Regions from separate parts of the Mus musculus genome. Here all the other regions are linked to region 6. The links are chromatin contacts, called in public HiChIP or PLAC-seq and promoter capture Hi-C maps. All regions are on one chromosome and are shown on one strand. The core of a region is the stretch at or near the end of the contact, and the rest is flanking DNA. Distances in the headings are between cores, read along the strand shown. Region 1 has its middle 94 kb from the start of Far2. Region 2 has its middle 67 kb from the start of Far2. Region 3 holds the start of Far2 (fatty acyl CoA reductase 2). Region 4 has its middle 90 kb from the start of Gm15762. Region 5 has its middle 18 kb from the start of Gm15762. Region 6 holds the start of Klhl42 (kelch-like 42). Region 7 has its middle 40 kb from the start of Gm15762.

Evidence for each region. Promoter capture Hi-C pulls out the DNA fragments that hold promoters and counts their contacts. HiChIP or PLAC-seq counts read pairs in DNA pulled down with a chosen protein or histone mark.
Region 1: a promoter capture Hi-C map of liver shows a contact between it and region 6, with 6 times the contacts expected there. The contact joins the enhancer-like site here to the promoter of Klhl42 in region 6. A contact is called at or near these places in 17 of 39 promoter capture datasets (the 3T3-L1 cell line, 3T3-L1-derived adipocytes, the HPC-7 cell line and 10 more), 6 of 484 Hi-C or Micro-C datasets (Sertoli cells, adipose-derived mesenchymal stem cells, beige adipocytes and 3 more), 16 of 115 datasets of contacts at active chromatin or transcription factors (the NIH/3T3 cell line, T-cell acute lymphoblastic leukemia, astrocytes and 11 more) and 1 of 9 other capture datasets (embryonic stem cells).
Region 2: a contact with region 6 is called in an H3K27ac HiChIP or PLAC-seq map of embryonic fibroblasts, with 11 times the contacts expected there. The contact joins the enhancer-like site here to the promoter of Klhl42 in region 6. A contact is called at or near these places in 3 of 39 promoter capture datasets (cranial neural crest, maxillary cranial neural crest and second pharyngeal arch cranial neural crest) and 4 of 115 datasets of contacts at active chromatin or transcription factors (the NIH/3T3 cell line, astrocytes, embryonic fibroblasts and 1 more).
Region 3: a promoter capture Hi-C map of second pharyngeal arch cranial neural crest shows a contact between it and region 6. The contact joins the promoter of Far2 here to the promoter of Klhl42 in region 6. A contact is called at or near these places in 13 of 39 promoter capture datasets (the 3T3-L1 cell line, 3T3-L1-derived adipocytes, cranial neural crest and 7 more), 4 of 115 datasets of contacts at active chromatin or transcription factors (T-cell acute lymphoblastic leukemia, embryonic forebrain, embryonic stem cells and 1 more) and 1 of 9 other capture datasets (embryonic stem cells).
Region 4: a promoter capture Hi-C map of the 3T3-L1 cell line shows a contact between it and region 6, with 10 times the contacts expected there. The contact joins the enhancer-like site here to the promoter of Klhl42 in region 6. A contact is called at or near these places in 13 of 39 promoter capture datasets (the 3T3-L1 cell line, 3T3-L1-derived adipocytes, the HPC-7 cell line and 9 more), 1 of 15 datasets of contacts at CTCF or cohesin (the NIH/3T3 cell line), 2 of 484 Hi-C or Micro-C datasets (differentiating embryonic stem cells and embryonic fibroblasts), 15 of 115 datasets of contacts at active chromatin or transcription factors (the NIH/3T3 cell line, T-cell acute lymphoblastic leukemia, astrocytes and 10 more) and 1 of 9 other capture datasets (embryonic stem cells).
Region 5: a FOXA1 HiChIP or PLAC-seq map of pancreatic cancer cells shows a contact between it and region 6. The contact joins the enhancer-like site here to the promoter of Klhl42 in region 6. A contact is called at or near these places in 5 of 39 promoter capture datasets (the 3T3-L1 cell line, 3T3-L1-derived adipocytes, cranial neural crest and 1 more), 6 of 115 datasets of contacts at active chromatin or transcription factors (astrocytes, embryonic forebrain, forebrain and 2 more) and 1 of 9 other capture datasets (embryonic stem cells).
Region 7: an H3K27ac HiChIP or PLAC-seq map of the NIH/3T3 cell line shows a contact between it and region 6, with 7 times the contacts expected there. The contact joins the enhancer-like site here to the promoter of Klhl42 in region 6. A contact is called at or near these places in 7 of 39 promoter capture datasets (the 3T3-L1 cell line, 3T3-L1-derived adipocytes, cranial neural crest and 2 more), 3 of 115 datasets of contacts at active chromatin or transcription factors (the NIH/3T3 cell line, embryonic forebrain and forebrain) and 1 of 9 other capture datasets (embryonic stem cells).

Annotation. Positions count from the first base shown.
Region 1 is chr6:147,951,943-147,954,894 of GRCm38.p6, reverse strand. No RefSeq gene overlaps it. Among named protein-coding and RNA genes, the nearest start is that of Far2, 94 kb to the left of the region's middle. Within about 2 kb of position 1,409, at least 40 of the 459 cell types and tissues checked have an H3K27ac peak or open chromatin away from gene starts, as enhancers often do. A contact at or near this core is called in 3T3-L1-derived adipocytes, beige adipocytes, hippocampal neurons and 2 more, where this site is marked.
Region 2 is chr6:147,979,249-147,982,076 of GRCm38.p6, reverse strand. No RefSeq gene overlaps it. Among named protein-coding and RNA genes, the nearest start is that of Far2, 67 kb to the left of the region's middle. Within about 2 kb of position 1,391, at least 16 of the 459 cell types and tissues checked have an H3K27ac peak or open chromatin away from gene starts, as enhancers often do. A contact at or near this core is called in embryonic fibroblasts, where this site is marked.
Region 3 is chr6:148,045,964-148,048,671 of GRCm38.p6, reverse strand. Far2 (fatty acyl CoA reductase 2) reads right to left here and starts at 1,256. Exons shown (of 12, transcript NM_001347516.1): 1 at 1,160-1,256.
Region 4 is chr6:147,809,543-147,812,242 of GRCm38.p6, reverse strand. No RefSeq gene overlaps it. Among named protein-coding and RNA genes, the nearest start is that of Gm15762, 90 kb to the right of the region's middle. Within about 2 kb of position 1,347, at least 7 of the 459 cell types and tissues checked have an H3K27ac peak or open chromatin away from gene starts, as enhancers often do.
Region 5 is chr6:147,737,160-147,740,104 of GRCm38.p6, reverse strand. No RefSeq gene overlaps it. Among named protein-coding and RNA genes, the nearest start is that of Gm15762, 18 kb to the right of the region's middle. Within about 2 kb of position 1,269, at least 7 of the 459 cell types and tissues checked have an H3K27ac peak or open chromatin away from gene starts, as enhancers often do. A contact at or near this core is called in pancreatic cancer cells, where this site is marked.
Region 6 is chr6:147,089,679-147,092,540 of GRCm38.p6, reverse strand. Klhl42 (kelch-like 42) reads right to left here and starts at 1,466. Exons shown (of 3, transcript NM_001081237.1): 1 at 174-1,466. The coding sequence starts at 1,009.
Region 7 is chr6:147,759,016-147,761,715 of GRCm38.p6, reverse strand. No RefSeq gene overlaps it. Among named protein-coding and RNA genes, the nearest start is that of Gm15762, 40 kb to the right of the region's middle. Within about 2 kb of position 1,440, at least 44 of the 459 cell types and tissues checked have an H3K27ac peak or open chromatin away from gene starts, as enhancers often do. A contact at or near this core is called in the NIH/3T3 cell line, where this site is marked.

The DNA.
Region 1 (2,952 bases), core at 160-2,659, 860 kb before region 6:
TTCACAGGCACATGGGGCTACAGGGCTTCTACCCTGCATGAGGCATTCAAAGTTTAAAATACAGAGTGATTGCCATGGCGAGCCCCACAGAGGAGATGTCAGAATTTTGTTTCTAAGCACAAAGAGACTCTGAGCCAGTTCCAGGGGTTTTCCTGCCTCTGTCTCCCCTGCAGGAGAAAGAGAGAACAGGTGTGCTCCACTGAACTTGGACTGCTCTCTCTCCCTCCCTCCCTCCTTCCCTTCCTCCTTTTCTTCCTTCCTTCCTTCCTTCCTTCCTTCCTTCCTTCCTTCCTTCCTTCCTTCCTTCCTTCCTTCCCTTCCTCTTCTCTCTCTTTTTTCTTTTTCCTTTTTTAACATGTGCTGAGAATCTAGCTCAGTCTTCATGTTTATGCTGAGTCATTTCCCAGCCTCACAGTGATTTAATGTTATGAACCACAAAAGTGAGAGACAAACCTCAAGAGTAGAGTAGACAACTCTACTCTTGAGTTGAGTGGGTGTCCCTCCTGGTTCAGGTTCAGGCTCAGGGGTCCGGTTATAAGTCACACACCTACAGGCCAGGTAGTCATTTCCAGTCTAACAAAGAAATGAGAAGAAATGCTGGTCTATAAGTCTTGCTTCTAGTGACAGCAAGCTCCACCAATTTCCATAGCTCTTGGAAGCCCATGGTTTGCCGTTCTTACACATGACCTGGTTCTGCTTGGATGGCATGGGAAGCTAGCTGAATCCATTTCTTGTCTGAGCCACCGTCTCGGCCAAGTGACAGGGTGAAAAGGCCCTTCAGACATGGCCCAGAATCCAAGCAGCTGTCTCTACTGTCTAAGTATTAATGGCTTAGTTCACTCACAGAGGAGAGAGGCATGTAATGCCCAACAAGCTTAGCCTGATCTGGGGTTCAATTTGAGTTAATCGGCACTGCTTCTGGAATATGCCTATGTGGGTTTTTCTCAGTAAGTGCAGTCAGCAAGTCTGAACGGAGCTCTCCTATGCCGACCCACACAGATCAACTTGGACTTTGCGACATTGCATCATCATAAGAGGACTTCAGGGTGCTCTGAGCCAAGTAGAATTGGCTAAATGGTTAACACATGACTTTAGGAAAAAGCATGGGCACTTCTCAGAGGACGATGGGGCTAAAAACACTGTGGCTACCTCATCTCAAAACCTGAGTGAAATTAAGCCCAGAAACCCTTCATTTCTCAATCATAAGTAAGGATAAAAATTATAAGCAGGAACTAGGATTCATGGGAGACAGAGCCACAGAAGAATCTTTTGGCAGCTTACCAGGTCCTCCTGATAGATGTATTTGAATGTAAACATGAGCTTTGAACCCAAGATGTAAAATGGGGCAGAATTGTTGCCAGTTAAATAGAAAGAAGGTAAATCACCGACATTCTTCACACTTCCGTTAGAGGGCATTCTTGCCTCACAGATGCCTGGGTGTGTTTATCACAGAGAGTGTTTTCTTCCAGGTCTGCAGGTCTGCATTATAGGTGGTCTAAACTGGCAGACTCCATGCCAGGCAAGGCACGCAAAGCTGGGGGGGGGCGGATAATGTGACATTTCTTCCTGCTTTCACATACCCAAGGTAATAGAAATCAGCTTGGCTCAAAACTGTGCTCCTGAGCTCCAGTTCTCCACTCTGTCCCCAACCCCACCCCCACCCCCACCCAGACCCCAAACCTTGTGCACTGCACTGCCAGGGACTGCCAGAGCCTTCCCCAGGGAAGCTGAAATCATGAGAGCCGCTTGATTATTCAGGGAGATTTTGTAAATGCAGCCAAGGAACAGGAAGGTGCCTCAAGTCCTGGGGGAGTGAGGGGCTTTCCTCTCCCTGGGCAGTCACCAGGGCCGCACATAGGGAAGAAAGCCAACAGAAAGCCGTGCATCTTTTGTAACTCCAGAATACCCCAGTGCCAGGATGTCTCCCAGGCAGAGGCTTCCCGAACTCTGAGGCCTCCCACAGGCCAGGCTTCTGTGTGTATGTGAGAAAGGAGCATATGTTGAGTCATACACATACCCACCTAAAGGAGAACGCAGAACACCGTGGCTCTAGAGTTGTTTGTAGAGTGCTCAGTTCTAAAGCCTTAGGCATGAGAATTGGTGTGAACCATGGTGTTGATCTCTCCCAAGGCCTGGCATGATGATGCTTGCTGCCACTGCTTCCAAAGTCTGGCATGATGATGCTTGCTGATGCTGCAGTGAGCAGAAATGCCTAAATACTAAGGGAAAGGGAAACACTTTGTGTGCTGACCACAATGTGGTACTGAGGCACAGGTGGGAGAGGATGAGACATGGGACCAGGAAGCTGCCCCTGTTACATAGGCATACAACCATTGGGTCCTAAACACAGAAGAGAGAGTCCCTTGGCCTTTAACACTGGAGGAGTGCAGGGTAGAGCAAGAAACTTGGGAGTTCTCAAGGCTGACTCTCAACTGCCTCAGTCCAGTTCCCCGTGTTTATGCTTGTAAACAGAAAAGCAGATTGACACAACACTGAGGATAACCTCCTCTACCCTTCTCCTCTCACTCTCCAAACACACACACACACACACACACACACACACACACACACACGCACACACACACATGTATACACATACATGCACATATACACACATACACATGTGCACACACATTCACACATATACACAGGAACACACATACATATGTGCACACACATGCACATATATACACATACACACATATACATGCACACACACATACTCATGTGCACACACATTCACACAGATACACATGTACACACATGCACATGTATACACATATATACACATATACATGCACACACATACTCATGTGCACACACATTCACACACATACACATGTACACACATACACATGTGTATACACACATGCACAAACATACACATATATATGCACATACACTGATGTATGTGACAACTTTGGGTGTCATTCCTTGTTTTTGTGATCTTTG
Region 2 (2,828 bases), core at 142-2,641, 890 kb before region 6:
TCTATCATGGAGCTTCAACGTTATAGGTGCTCACATTTTTTTTTTTACATTTGTTGAGTTTTAAATTCTATTTGTAACAAAACTGACTTCTAGAGCAATTGAATGATAGAAAGTCATACACTGAACGACCTGAAAATCTTCCAATCCCAATACCAGCAACTGTCTGTTTTTTCAAAGGAGAGCTCAGATTTGACAAGTATCTGAGTTGTGATTACATTCTAGAAACCTGACTGAAAAGAAAAAAAATGAAGAAAAATAATATTCACTAGAATAGATAGGAAACAAGAATTCTGAGCATTTAACACACAGGAAAGTCTGGTGTCCAGCGATTTTCGTCAGTGATGTTTTCGATTGTGTGACCTCAGTGGCTTACCTCCGTTACTTGTGATTGCTGGTGTTTGCCCCTCTGTTGTAGCAACCGTTCCATCCAGTGATACCCACCAGCTGAGCCAGGTTCTTCATCCTTTGCTCAGAGAGTGGACGACTTAATAAAACTGTGCTGCTTCTACATAATGTTAAACATATGTCATATTTTTTTCCTGATAAGTCATTTGCTCCAGGCAAGGATATTCACAGTTATTTGCTGCTTGTCTCTGGAAATTAACTCAAAACAGAGCCATAACACATGGATAAATCGATCTGTTGACAGCAAAGAGACTACTGACCAAAGAAAAAGGTTTTTCAGTGGCTGTGGGTAACACCAGGCAAGATGATAATGATGATGATGCTGCTGCTGATGATGATGATGATGGAGGAGGAGGTTACAACTGGGTACTAACACAGAGAAGCCACCCTGATAAAGTCATTATGAATAAATGCCTCTAGAACAAGATAGAATTGTTAAAATGAATATAAATGGTGATTTCCATTTGTTTGTTTAGTTTTGAATTGAGATTTCTCTCTGCAGCCTAGGCTGGCCTGGGACTCACTATGTAGCCTAATCTGGAATTATGCTTCTATTTCAGGTGAGAGGCACCACAGCCCAGTTTTCTTCCCTACAAGCAGTCCATTAATCCTGAAAAATTCAAGTTTTAGGTTCCCCACACTTTATGTCAAGAACATGCAGTCTCTTTCTGTATTGATTCTGACCCAGTACTTTCTTACTTACAGACCTAGGAAACCCATGATCTCATAAGCAGAAACAACTCCAGACTGGGAATGAAATCATTGTGAAATTTTCAACCAAAGTCTAAAAATATTGTTGTACTAAGGGGATGCCAGACATAACCTCAGAGGTGTGGGGCTCCTAATTTTCACCCTCTGACACTTCAGGTGTTCCTGAGACTGTGTACAGCTTGGGAGTAGAAACCTGGAAAAAGAGAGTAAGGGAGAGATGTTCTAGAAGCCTTCCAGAAATCACTGCCACCCCAGCAATTAGAACCTCCAGTCACAACATTTTCCACTGAATCTTATCCCAAAATCTATCCCACAGATAGGACAAGTCTTGAAGCTGTGACGCCTTTGCTTCGGCTGAGGTTCTACTCAGATCTGTGAAGCTGTCTAATTACACCTGTGGAACCCTGACTCCTTGCTTGCTGGAGACCGGGTTGCTGATCTAGAGAATGAGATCTCTTCTGTCAAGGTATCAGTATATTGTCCAAGTCTTTGCTTCTGAAATAGCCTGAAATAATTTTGTAGGCAAACTCCATAGACATTATTATATTTTATTATAGTAGAAAGAACCACAAGACATTAGTCACAGCTAGCTGCATTCCTATGTCATGAAAGCATGTATTACTTATGTGTCTGCACTAAAGAGCAGTTCCATTTCCCCATCTTTCCCAAGAACAGCAAATCTTCCTGTCCTTACACTATCATCTATCCAGTGCCACAAGGATGCTCTGGGCCAGGGTTCTTCAGAAGTCCCTGGTTTGAACCTTCTGGGGCTTTGTGTGCCTTTCATCCGCACTTTATTGGCAGCCTAAAATTTCAGTATGGAGGTCTGTGAACCAGGAGAGACCCACCAGACCCACCAAAGCTCATATTTCTGTGAGACTCATGTTGAAAACACTCTCATCACAGTGTTCTTGGGTAGCCTTGAATAAGATGGTCAAGCCCATAGTGGACAGAAAACAAACCATTCACTTTTGGTATGTTTAATTATTTTTATTTTTTCTAAAGCAAGACCACACTAAGTTCCTGGCTGTCCTGGAACTTGCTCTATAGACTGGGCTAGCCTCAAACTCTCAAAGACCTATCTGCCTCTGCCTCTTGAGTGGTGGGATTAAGGGTGTGTACCACTGTTCTTGGAAGTGAGTAATTCTATGCCTCTTGAAATGTCTTATTGTGTGATAAATGTTAATAATGTTGAATAATCTAAAAAACACAGAAATTACTAAGTTTGTGACAGCTCTGAAGTAGAAACTTGGGAAATATTTCAGATGATTATAAGAATCCCGAAAATGAGGCATAAAGCTGTCTGGCTCCCAGTATCTTCAGATATAATAATTCACGTGCTGATTTGGTTAGTGTTTTGCATCCACATCATAGATATGCATTTGCATTTCATTTACATGTTGGCTTATTCTTAGTTTGTATTTGGTGGTTCATTTTCTATCTTATGAGTGGGTTTCCAGGTGTTAAGAGAAATGTCTCAGCTTTCACTTTGTTTCATTTCATAGTTATTTTGAAGCTGCTAGAGAGTAGGAATCAGATGAATAGAACCTTACATTTCTAGTTTTCTAAGCGGAGGTTTATTGTTTAAGTGGAGCAAGGAGGGGTGAGGGGAGGGATGCTGGCATTCTCTCAAGGCTCTCTTACTAGGTGTTGCTCAAGATCAGAGTCCCTCATGGAGACAGCCAACCTGCTTGTAAGGCTCTCCTGATACA
Region 3 (2,708 bases), core at 7-2,506, 960 kb before region 6:
ATCACTGTCCTTGAAGTTTGGTCAGGAGAAACCTCTTGGTTATCTCTAGACACTGCCAAAGTCCAAGATGTGAAGTTTGCTGAAATGAATACCTGTGCAGTTTATAAGACGCCTTAAAATTTATTTAATCTCTTTGCCCTATTTTATGACTTAGAATAACTATGACCCCAAGTCAACTCTCCAGATCACATAGATGGAGAAGCAGAGAGACAAACTGTGGGGCTACAGGCTGAGTCTTACACTTCCATTTGCAATGTCAAACTCTGGAGACGGCCACAAACAAGCAGAAGCACACAACCCTATTGAGTTTCCTGCTCACTTGGTTCCTTGCTCACAAACGATGGAGCATTCACTCGGCATGACTCAAAAGGTAGCCAGAGTCTTACAGATAAAGAGATAATAATCACGATAGCTCAACAGTAGGTAAATAATGTATGGAACAAAAAGTGTTCATTATCTTACCCCAAAAGGAGACAGGAAGGAGACTGGGGTCAGGAGCCTGACAGGGGCAAGGCATTCTTAGGATGGGCATAAATTATACTGACTGCAATCTCACCCCCAGAGGTGTGTGAACAGCCTTCCTTAAGCCACCTGTCCTAGCTGGAGGCCCTGACACCTACCCCTCTTGTTCTCTTCATGATGCCCAAGTCACTGGAGGAAGTCAGAAACTTCTGATCAGGGACAGACCTATTTGGTCACTGAAGCCTACTTCACCCTGGGGTTTATGACCCTGAAGAATCTCTAAGTAAGGGTCTGGATACTCACAGCCTGAGGTGAGCTAGTGGGTAAGGGAGGACATGAAAAGGGAGCATTGTACATGTGGCCTGGAAATATATGCTGTCTCTAGGAGTAGCTCCTGAACTAGGAAGGCTTGGGTGGGACCAGCCAGATACCCCTGTACCTTGGTCCCCAGTTACTACTGAGAGGTTCCCATGTTCACCTTGCTCAGCCCTTCCCAGTTTTCCAATGGCTGTGCATCTCACCTAGCAGACTCAGAGATACCTAGAGCCTACAGGACTCTGGAGGACTGTGAGTGGCCAGGGACGCGAGGCAGGGCCACCGCTTTTCTCCTAGTGCCTGCCTGCTTTACAGCCACAGTCCTCAGGTCCCCCTAGCCTAACCTTCTGGCCTCCCCGCCCCGCTCTCTTCCTTGTGGTACCTGCTGCTTCAGTGCGGTTGACTTGCCGGCTGGTGGTCACGGTCCTCCCGGAGATGAAGGAGGCACTCGAGCTTTTCTGAACCGCGCCTCTGCTCTCCCGGCTCCCAAACGTGACTCTCTATATATCCGGCTCAGAAACTGGGTGTGGGGCGGGAGGAGCGCACCCTCCCTCCGACCTTCCTGGTCGCTGCTGGGCGCCCAGCCGAGGCCTCTGCCAGGGCGGGAGGAGTGCCGGGGCCTCGGACGCACAGGCCCCGAGGATGGCATCGCCTGGGCTTCGGGTGTGTTCCCCCTTGGTGTGCATTGTTGGGTGAGGGGAAAGTTAGCTGGGATGGCGCCCTGTCTGGAAAAGCAAAGGAAGGAGGGAGGGGAAGAGAGAGAAAGAGTCTGATTTGATTCATTGCAGGAGCGATCACTTCCTATTGCACTGGCAAAATGCACTCCAGATCCCATTTATCCATCTCTTCCGCACCACACGCCAGGTGGATGGAAGCTGCAGAGGAGCTCGGCAGGGATGCGCCAGCTCAAGGGCTTTTAAACAGTCAAGGGGTGGCAGGTGTGTGTTTTGGGGGGATGGGAGGGGGCAGGCAACAGGGAGGTTTGAGGTGTGGAGAGCAGAAACCTGATTCTTGCTATCTGATGCGCAGAGACCATGGATGCTAGGGGAGAAACAGGCAGAGGAAATCTCTGGGACTTCCCCAGGAAACGCTTTCTTTCATCTCTTGGTAGCTTTAACAATTTTATTTTATTTATATTTAGTTATTGGTAAATTTTAGACAGAAACCCTCCAGCTGCCAGGAAGTCATAGAATGATGGACCGCGGGAGAGCAAATTTCCCCCCAACCAGAGAGGAAACCTGGCCAACGCCCACCTCAGTTCTCTGCACAATGTGGAAGATAGTCTTCCAAATTTATAGTCAGTTAAGGAAAGTGGGAAGGAATATGGCCCCAAAATTATTCTGAATCTCATTATGACAGGTGATATGCACACAAAAACACCAACTTTGAATCGTGAAAAGTTGAAATTAATGAAACAAGGAACTCCATCCATTAAAAAATCTCACACTTCTCTTGAATTTGCTGATTCTGGACTCTGTTTAATTAAGTATGTTAAGGGAAGTGTAAACCAGAGATAGTCTTACATAGGTGGCTATGTAAAAGCAAGAGAAGAGAACAGGACTTGACAAACATGCAGTTACACACACACACACTCCACTGGAGAAAATATCTGAATGTGTCCTCAGACCCAAATTCTGTGAGTATACTTGAAATGATCCAGGAAAATGATGGTAACAAGATATAGAAATCTTTCACTTGCAACCCCAGCTCTTCAGTATGCTAGGCCAAGAGGGTGGCAAGTTCAAGGCCTCCCTGGGGGCTACCTGGAAAGTTCAAGAGCAGCTTGGTTAAAAATATGAAGATCCCAACTCAAAAATTAAAAATAGGGCTGAGAATGTAGTTCTGGGGTGGACGATACTCTTGCCTACCACAATGAGGCCCCAGATTCAACCCTGAATGTTGCAAAATAAAACATGCAAAAACCCCTAGTC
Region 4 (2,700 bases), core at 98-2,597, 720 kb before region 6:
ACATGCATTTTCCACTGAATCTCCAAGGTGAAACATTTCCTATATTAGCTTGCTGCCGTCACCTTAAACTTGGACAGTCAGGCATTTTATCACCCAGTAAGACAAAACTTCTGTGGAGGAATGAAACAGAACTTTCCTCCGGAAAATACTGAAAAACTGAGTCGATAGGATGTTGGGGGAAACATGAGAATTCTTATACACATCTGCAGTTCTGAAAATAAAACCTCCCCCTCTTGGTAATGTGTTTGTGGAAATATTCAGCACATAACTGGTGTCAAAGGCTCAATAATCTAGGTGGGGTGGCTCATAGCATCCTGGTACCTAGGAGCCAGAGGCATGAGGATTGCTGCAGATTTGAGGCCAGCCTCAGCTACAAGGTTGTCAATAAAGCTGCAAAGCAAGAATTCCTCTAATAAAACAAACAAACAAACATAAGATATATGGTGTATAAGTAAATAAAAGCAGTCACAAAAATGAATGAATCAGTCATTGAAATGGGGAAAGAAGGTCCTGCCACACAGTAATTTTTCTAGAATGAAAACTACAGATAATGAAGATTAATTAGAGTTGAGTACATTCTGTGTGAGGTGTCTCTGTTCCACAGTAGCTTACAAGTTGATAAAGCATATGGGATCAACTGAGAAGAACCCAGAATTGTTGAGCAGCCTTAGCCATTTCCACAGAGGTTCCAAACATAGCTCTCTATATTGACAAAGACAGTTTCAACCATAAATCCCTAGTTTTCCAAGTACCACACTAGACCACAAACACGCCATTGGACACTGGGAAGGTGGATCTTTATTGTCAGCCTGAATGGATTTGGGATTACCTAGGAGGCACATGTTTTAGTGTGTGTAGGGTCTTTCCATGGGGGTTTCATTGAGGAGGAAGACCTGTTCTGAGTGTAGATGGCACCATCCCTGAGGTTGGAATCTTGCACTGAATAAAAATGAGAAAAATTAGAAAGCTGAATGAGCTGTAGCCTTCACCACTCTTTCCTAGATACCACGTGAGTAGCTAATTCATGCTCCAAAAGCCATGCCTTCCCTATCATGATGGGCTCTATCATTAAACCATGATCACAAAAAAAAAACCCTCTTCTTTTAAGTTGCTTCTTGTTGTGTATTTGGTCACAGCAGTAAGAAAGGTGAGCAGTGGTATATCATGTACTTTTCCCATTAACTAGCTAGGGGAAAGGCAGGACAAGGCTGGAATAGACCTGGCAATCCAGGAGATGCACGCTTAGCTCCAGATAAAAGCAGACAGAAACTCCATTCAACACCCCAGAGAGCAACTTTGCCTTTGCCTTGCCAGTAGGGGTAGCTGCTGAGCTGCTGGAACAGAGAGGTGCTTCCCATTCTGGTGGAAGATTCAAGACCTGCCACACTGCTTTCAGTTTGTCTCCAGGTAAAAGGCCACAGAAGGGCCCCCCTCCATTGCATTGCCACACCCAATCTGCTTCTCTCACACTCTCTTCCTTCTTACAGAACCTTCCTTCTTCCCCAATCCTCAAAGCCTAGAGCAGGTATGACTTTCCCTCACCAGCCAGCCCAGGACATGAACCTGGAACAAATCTTCCTCCAGCCAACATGTCATACCTTTCATCTAAGAACGTACATCTATCTATCTATCTATCTATCTATCTATCTATCTATCTATCTATCTATCTATCTATCTATCTATTTATCTATCATCTATCTACTATCAATCTGTCACCTACTTATCAACTATCTACCTATCATCTATCTATCAGTCCATCTATCACCTATTTATCTTCTACCTACCTATAATCTATCCATAATCTGTCTATTATCTATCTAGCATCTATCAATCATCACCTGTCAATCATACGTCTGTCTATCTACTATCTATCTATCTATCTATCTATCTATCTATCTATCCTAGTTTCACTGAGTTACAATTATTTTTTACTGGTAGATCTATTATATCTCACTTGTCTATCATCCAGATGTCTATTCCTCATCTGTCTGTCTATCTACATCATTCTCACTGAGCTATAATCTTTCTCTATGAAATATAAGGTTCTCGGGGATAAATTCACCTTTGGCTGTCAGAACCTGATACAAGTCCTGCTACATAGACACCTGGGTTAGGGAGATGAATACCAGCAGAGAGTCATATTTAAGGTTGCTCTGTGTGGTGCTGTGTCAGTTCAAAGATGATAGGATTTTTAGGTCTAATCCTCCATCCAGTGAGTAAGAAATTGCTCTGCGAGAAAATCTATTACTAAGGTGAACTGGCTGATTTCAGACTGAGATAGCTTCCAGATGAAGACAGTGTCTTCCTTGTTCACAGGATAAAAGAGGCAGGGAATTGAACAGTTAGTATCACTGGAAACATGTCTCAAGTGGACTGTCTGGTGCTTCTTTTGTCTGGGGCTAATGATAGTTGTCATCTTGAGTAAAGGACCCTATTCTGAGCCAGTGGGTACCTGAGCTAATTTTGCTGGCAGGCTAATCACAATGTGGATTAAGGGTTATCCCTGACTTCCTTTATTCTTTTATAACAAACTAAAGTCATCAAGAGGCAAAGAAAGGGGCAGGAAGGGAAAAGGAGAGGGAGAGGGAGAAAGGGAAGAGCAGGGAAAGGGAGGGAGAGAGGGGAAAGAGAAAGAGGAGAGAGGAGAGGAAGAATTCTGATAACAAGGGGAGTTTCAACAGCAGAACTTAGACGTTAGGT
Region 5 (2,945 bases), core at 20-2,519, 650 kb before region 6:
CCATTTTGCTGTGTATAAAGATTATATTGAGGCAGATTTTATATATCATATCATTTTTCATGCATTGATGATTTTAGTATGTCTTGGGAACGTAAGAGCTCCTTTATATGACAGCCATATGGTACTATCCTATCTGACCAGTGCAGTAAAGCACCATCTTTAATATCATCAAACACTCATTGTTCCAGGGTCTCTTATTCTCTTTTGAACGTTGTTCTATGATTATTTGTCTTAGAGTCACTATTGTTGTGATGAAACACTATGACCAAAAACAACTTGGAGAGGAAAAGGTTTATTTGCCTTTCATACCCTGAGTCACAGTCCATTAAGGAAAGCCAAGGCAAGAACTCAGCCATGCAGAAGCGAATGGCAGGAGCCAATGCAGAGACCATGGAGGAGTGCTGCTTACTGGCTTGCTCTTCATGGATAACTCATCCTGCCTTCTCATAGAACCCGGGACCACCAGCCCAGGGGTGGCACCATCCACAATGGGGTAGGCCCTCCCCCATCAATCACTAATTAAGAAAATGTCCTACAGTCTTGCCTCTAGCTTGATCTTACGAAGGTACTGTCTCATTTGAGGTTCCCTCCCCTCAAATGACTCTACCCTCTGTCAATCTGATATGAAACTAGCATGCACATTAGTTGCTGCTTTGAATAAAAATCTCAATGAGGTCACCTAGGAGCCTGGGCCAGGACAGGCCTTTATATCATAATGAACCTCCCCCCCCCCCCATGATGTTTAATTCTAGTGAATCAGTGCCAGGCTGTGAGTCTTGATAGCCAAAGCAACCACCCAGTGAGATGATACAAAAATTGGAATTTTGGGACCGTTTTCTAGGATTGCACTGCTGTGCTCACATGTATTTACTAGTCTCTGCATTGTCCACATTATCGAGAGGGCTTGAGGTTCTGTGCATAGCCTAGCCTCGGTGACCTTTGAACTTCTGGCAACATCCCAGGCCTGCCAGTCAGTGCTGGCCACTGGACTCTGCTTTCAAGGACCTTCTGAACCTCCGTTAGTGTCATCTTCCCAGCCTGCCACATCTGAAGGACTTCACAAGAGATGTGTCATTGGGGTAGACAACTAAAATGTGGGTTCTGTCTTCAAAGAACTCTACTCATAATCAATAATTTAGATAATTTAGAAGTGCTGGAGTTCACAGTGATGGGCCTCAAATGAAGCAGAGAGCTTTCTACCATGGCTTGCATGAATGCTGGCTAATACCTCTCTGGTTTCTCTGCCACAGTGCATCCTGGCATCTTGCCCACATTCTTATCAGCATGAAAAGCCACCACTGTGATAACTTAACAAACCAAGAGTACACAGCTCAGTCCAGTGTCTTGTTTTGTTTCCATAAGGATGGAATATGTTTGTGAACCAAAGCACACCAATGTCCAAGTGTGCTTTGTGAATTTAAAATATGCATCCTGATAATGCTACATACAAAACCAACACTCCGTATAGAAAATTTTCTGTATAAAAGAAGTGGAGGTCATCGTGGAAACCAAACAGAACCATGAGTTGTGAGTTAAGCGTGAATAATAGGTGTCACCATGATTGGTAAAAATAACTATTTTATTTACAGAACATTTAGTGCTTATATCTACAGAACACACTGATCCTGGATTTTTTTTCTAGGTCTTTCTCATGTTATTTCATCCAAATAGCAACTCTATGAGATTTCTGACATCATTTTAAACATGTAGAGACTTATCCAATTGTACCATGATTGAGGTTAGCACACCAAGAACGCAAGGACTCTGATCCTGAGCCCACCTCCCTAGGGGTCAATTATGTTTCCTTGAAACAAAACTTAGAAATTAAAAAACATGTAAGATTAAAATGTATATACTTTAAACTCCAAAGTATAACCAGTGACATAACTTTAGTATTTCTACTTTGTAAGTTATGTCAAAAGAGTAAACAGCCACTGCTTTCCTGACAGCAACGCAAAGGCAACAATTGGGGAAACTGAATTCTTGTTTGAGAAAATTATGTGGACGGATGAAGATGTATTTCAGTCAGCAGAGGGCTCTAACTCATCACCCCCAATGGCAAATAAATAGAAACAATTTTGTTAGGAAACAATATTACCAATGAAGCAAGTGATGGTAACAATATCAACCTTTAAGCTCAAATGGCATTTGCCTGGCATCAAGTACTGGTTCAGACTCTAAGCTGGGATGAGCCAGGCATAGTGGAGCACACCTGGAATCCAAGCACTCATGAGGTGAAGGCAGGAGGATGAGAAGTAAAAGGGCATCCTTGGCTACATAAGGAATCTGAGGCCAACCTGAGCTACTACAACTGACATTTCTAATGTTCATATACACACAATATGTTGATGTCTAATATTAATTATATATAGTATCTATATTATACAAGTGTGAGAACTTGAGTTCAGATCTCCAACACTCATGTAAAAAGCCAGTGTAGACAAAGATCCCTGTAATCCCAAAGCTGGAGGTGGAGACAGAGACTCTGATGCTGACTGGCTGCCAGGGTACATGAGGAATAAGGTAGAGAGCAATATAATAAGACACCTTGTTGTGTTAAATCTCTCCAACCCAGATATACCCTGGCAATGAAAACACAACTCAATTAATATGAATACATGCTGTGAGCCTAGACTGGGCAGATATAACACTACTCTACCATCTTTTCCATGTATGAGACCCCTTAAAACTTCAGCACATTTCTTCAGGCAATGTGCTTCTGCTCTGCTTTTCTTCTTCTTCTTCCTCCTCCTCTTTGTCCTCTCCCTCTTCCATTTTCTCCTTCTATCTCCCTCACCTTCTGCCCCACCTTTCCTTTTATCTGCCCAATCATCAGCTCTCCTTTATTTTACAAATTAAGGTGGGAAGTAGGTTTACAGGAAATCACCTGAGTGCTGCTGGTTGTTCTTAACCATTCACAGGAGAAAGGAATTAACATCAAATAT
Region 6 (2,862 bases), core at 217-2,716:
GAAGACCACTAGGCTAGCTGACACAGTACTCGTCTTCTTCCTAGCAAGCCCTGGGCTCCCTGGGAACTCCGCCAGAGGCGACAGGCCAGCAGCACTAAGCAAGATGCCATCGCCTCTGGCCAGCAAACACCAGGGCAATGAATGAAGGGTGCAGACACCCCCTTTGCACTTACCGCTTCTGGTTCATGGAGGCCACCTGCAGCCACTCGTTGGTGATGGGATTGTAGGAGTGTGCGGCAGAGATCTCCTGGCTGGTGATCCTGTAACCACCCACGATGAAGAGGTAGTTGTCCAAAATGGCTGAGCCGTAGCCCCTGACGTTCACCAGGTCGGGGGGCAGGTTGTTGGCCAGGGGGAACCAGCGCTCCGTGGTCTCCTCGTACCTAAGCATGGACGGGGGTTCCCCCTGATACGGGTGCGGGGCAAGGGGTCCCCCGAGGAAGTCCCCCAGGGCCACCAGGACCGGGGTCCCGCGCATGCGGGCCTCCCTCAGCCTCTGCTTCAGGCTGCAGTCCCCGGGGGCCTGCGGCGGCGACAACAGTAGCGGGAATTGCGGCTGACACAGCACCTGGTGGAAGCGCAGCACCATGAAGCGCAGGCAGGCGTCCTGCAGGTCGGGCAGTCCGTACACCTGCGCCAGGCGGTACAGCTCCAGGCAGTTGCCCAGACGCACGTGCGACAGCAGCAAGCGCAGAAGCGCCGTGACCTGCAGAAAGGACGCGGCCTCCACCATCTCGGACAGCACACTAGCCTCGGCCAGCTCGTCCTCGCTCAGGCCCCAGCCCTCGCGCGCGCCGCCCGCGTTGATGAAGTCCAGCACCAGCCGCAGGCCCGGAGCGCTCAGGCCGCGCAGCTGCTGCACCTCCGGGCCCACCTCGGGCCGCACGGCCTCGCGCATGCCGGAGCGGTAGAGCGCGCGGAAGTAGTCGCTCTGTTCGATCAGCTTGCTCTTGCTCACCGGGTAGCAGCGGTCTTCCAGGCGGATCTGCACCATCTCCTCGGCCGACATGGCTGGGCCGCTGCGCCCCGCCGCTCGGCCGCTCAGGCTCCTCCCCCGGGCGCACAGCCTCCGCCGAGCCCGGCCTGCGCTCTCGCTTCCTTCCTTCCGCCGCCGCGGGCCGCGGGCCCCGGGCTCAGCCCCGCCGGTGCGTCACACGCCCTCCGAGTAAACGGCCTCTCTGATCTTTAATCCATGTGTCTATGTGGGTTCCTCCGCTACAATGCAGGTGCCAGGAAGCCAAAGGCGGCAGATCACCCTGCAGCCTGAGGTAAGGGCGGTTGTGAGCTGCCCTACGCGGAAACGGAGCTCCTGTCCTCCGCAGCAGGAGTGTGCACTCTTAACCACTGTGCATTTCTCCAGCACGGTGTTGTTAGGAAACAAACAAACGCGTCGGTTCGCGGTGCTCGCCCCCTACGCACAAGTCACCGTACTTGATCTTCTGGTGTTTCCCGCAGCCCCACAGTCCCTGTGTGAGTTTTCCTGGGCCAGTCAGTACTGCGAGGTTTTAGATCCGCGGGGTGGTTCCAGAGTGGACTAACGGATTACTAGGGCTAAGCAATTTATTAGAAGAGTTATTAACTCCATGGACAAGACAGACAGATAGGAAGGCAGGCAGTGGCATGGTTCAAACCCCAGCACCAAGACAGCAGAGTCTCTGAGCAGCAAAAAGGGCAGGTGGGTGGAGAGGATGCGGAGATGGGGATGCGGAGATGAAGATGCGTCAGAGCTGTCCCCTCTGGGTAGCACTTGCCCGCTCTCATCCCTATCTACCCCACCACCACCATCCCATCATAGCTGTTAGGAAAGAACATTTTCCTATGTTCCCTGGCGGGACGCTTGGTTAGAAGGCTGGATCCCAAAGGCTGTAATGAAGCGATAGTGTCTGCCCTGGTACCCATGGTGCCCTGCCTTGCATTCCCCAGCATTACTGTGTCCGTCGGCTGCTTCACAGAGAGAGGGCTGTCGGCCATTATATTCTGCAGAATACACACAAAGGTAAGGAACTATGAAGTACAGAAAACATTCTAGCAGGATCCGGCCTTCCCATGGGAAAGAGACACAACACATGGACCTGAGGCTTGCTATGCCTTACTTTCTTGGATACTCTGAGAAACTTGGAACACAGCCCCGTGATTGACAGGCCTGCAATCATTCCTGGCAGGCTTCCGTTCCCCATCTGTCACTCTCAGTGTTTGGGGTATGAGGAGGGTTTCAGGTGAGGGGCCAAGGATTTAGTAGATTCTACAGCAAGGCAAAATGCCACAGCTACCATTAGACATCAGGCTGGGGGCTTCTGGGAGGGCTGACTTAAAAAAGGCTGGACCTGGATCTGTCTGCGCCTCCATCAGCAAGGCAGGATTCAGTGAGTCACCAGAAGAACAGGCTCTTAGTCTCTGGCTCTTTAGAATCTTTACCAATGGAAGCTTTTGTTTCCAGACCAACTGGTATTCTCTTGCCTTTTAAAACAAACCAGAAAGCCAACCTTTGAGAATGATTCTCATTAGAGAGGCAATTCAACCCTGGTCACATTACCACAGTGAGGTCAGCTGGACTGCAATCTGAAGTGGTACCTGACAATACTGGGCACCGCTCCTGCAAGATTTTAACCCCTGGCCATACGATGGGGCATCTTAAAAGATCCAATAACTTCAGTAAACCACACAGTGTTCTAAAAAGCTGGGCATAAAGACAAATACATATAAACTTCTTTGTTACAAAGTATTTAAGCTATAGTAGTATCAAGGCTTCATGAACACGTTGTTTAATGTCATCATTGAGTGGATGAAGCTGTCATTGATCATTAAACACTGACAATTGGTGCTCAGGGTCACAGCCCTAAGGGGCTCACTGCTGTTGCTTTG
Region 7 (2,700 bases), core at 191-2,690, 670 kb before region 6:
ATGACTCAGTGGGTAGGAGTGCTTCCTGTGCAAGCATAAGGCTCTGAGTTAAAATCCACATAAAAATGTAGAAATGGCTGTATATGCCTCTGGGAGTGTGGACAAGCAAATTCTGGAGGCTTTCTGACATCCAAGCTGGCCAAAAGGATGAACTTCTACTCCATTGAGGCTTTGGTTCAAGTCAGGAGAGATGGTGGAAGAAGATGATTGGAATCCCCCCTTAGGCAAATAGGCATCACACACATCTGCACAATATATACACATACATATGTATATAAACACATATACACATGCAGCACATAAATATGACACAACACACACAACACACACATATACACACAACACATACATATAACACACAAGCAACACACACCTACAGCACACAAACCCATACCTATTAATACATATATAAATCACATATAATACGAATACCATATTCACATGACACACAAATGTAACACATAACTACACATACATGCCACATATATACACAGAAACTTTATAATGTGAGGTTTTAAGTGATGACAGGTTTGATTTTCTTTGATTTCATAGAAAGTATCTTTAATGATGAAGTACAGTGCTTGTCCAGGAGCCTGTGTCATTGATCAAAGGCTCTGAGGTTGTCATTCCAAATCCACCTTTTGCTCAGCATCTAAACCCATCTGAACCTCCCATGCTATGCACTCCCCAGGGTCATGTTTGATGCCCTCCAGGGGACAATTGATGGCATGTTATCCATGTGTGTCAAGGCCTGCCTAGCCCTCTTTGGTAGGAAATCTCTCCACTCACAGCCCTCTTCTAAAGGTAAACAGATTGCTAAGCTTCAATGCCATTGTGGTCAGGAAAGTCTGAGGGCTATAGGAAAATGTGTCCCTGGCACACACACAGGGAAACGCTGCTCTGTATTTGAACCACGCAAGATATCATGAAACTCTACAACTGAAAGCAAGATACATCTGTGTAGAGCATACTTGTTCCCAGTTCACTGGGAAGCTCTTATGAGACAAACAGTACTATCTCTCCTCAATTGAAATTATTAAATGTTCTGCCTTGTGGGTTTTTATACTAGCTTAAACATTGTACTAGGAACATAGAATATATCTTTTATCTTTATTACAGACAGTAAGTACTCTGTTAAGTTTTATATCCAAAGAGTGTTTCACTCTTTCTGCCCAATTGTGGTCTTGTTTAATACCAACTTCCCAGGCTCAGCCAACTGAAACCGTGTGTCCTTTGCACTCAAGGACGGCCTTTGAGAGAGATGTACCCCAGCTCTCTTCTGCTGTTATGAAAACTGCCAAGGCAAACACAGCCCAGAAAAATACTAGAGCAATCACAGGAAGGGGCACATCATCTCCTCTCACTGCCCCATTCTCTTGCTGTGACCAAGTCCCCTCCAGTGGGAGGGATCTGGGCAGGGCAGGAAGGAGAGTTCTCAGAGCTGAGTCACCTAGTAACTTGATAAGAAAGTCAGTTGTGACAATTAGGAAAGTCAGCCTTGCAAAGTGGGGTCTTAAGTGACTCATTTGGTTTTTTTTTTCTTTTCATATATATGTGTGTGTGTGTGTGTGTGTGTGTGTGTGTGTGTCCTCCAGGACCTGGATCATAGGGGCTTTTCCTGATACTTCTGTGTGCAGCAGCCCCTTGCTACACTTTCTAATGGGCTGTCCCCTGGCATCTCAACCTCAGTCATCTCTGGATTCTTCTAGGTCCCTACATAGCACAGCAATGTAACACTGAAATCATTTCAGAGGTCAGAAACCCCAAACCAAGTCAGAGACCTTCTCCATCAAAGGCCATAACCACCCTACTCAGCCACACACTAAGGAGGGAAAGCCATTTACTTTTATGGACTATAAGCTTTAATAAATAATAATTGTCATCATCAGTTATGACCATTCATCCAAAGTGGCTTGAACATTAATAAAAATATCCTTGTTTCTCACCGGCTCGCTTCTGGTGCCAGGAAGACCAGTGTGCTCACTCCCTTCCTTTCAATCATAAACGCAGCTTATCTCCTGGGAACAAGACCTTCTCCCAGGCTGTACCTGCACCTCCCATAACCGTAAACATGCAAGTAGATTCGGTGCAGTGGGTGGATATTCCTTCCAAGCTAGTGGAAAATTTGTACGGCCAGTTTTTAGAAACTGGGCAATGAGTACCTGTGAGATCCAGAAATACGTTTCACCACAGTTTTCAAGTGTATGTCTGACCTCCCTAAATAAGCTTTAAGTTCCTTGTGGGAAGATTCATGTCTTAAATGAATCCTACTCTCTGGAATGTCGGATGTAATATGCAAATTTCTCTTCCAGGTGTAATAAGCTATACTACATTGAGTGTCTTTGCATCTGTTAAAATGTGTTACATTCTGTTTGGGCCAGACAATGCAGGTGGGGAGGGTGCGGAGGTGGGGGTAGGAGACAAATGAGCTGCTTCCTCACTTCTCCTTAAGGGCCTGGAAGACGGAGAAACAGGTAGTTGGGGATGATTGATGCCTAGTTTGGGCTAGGTTACAGCAGTACATGGAAGAGGAGTTGAGCTGTAGGTCTGGTTTATGAAGACCTACATAAAAGCTATTATGAAGATAGCTTTTGCAAGATGCTCTGTCAAGCAAGAAGACACTGAGCTGCTATTTTGAGTAGGCAACCCAGTCCTGCATCATGTGTGAACAGATGATCTGGTCTCATGGAAGAGAGGGCA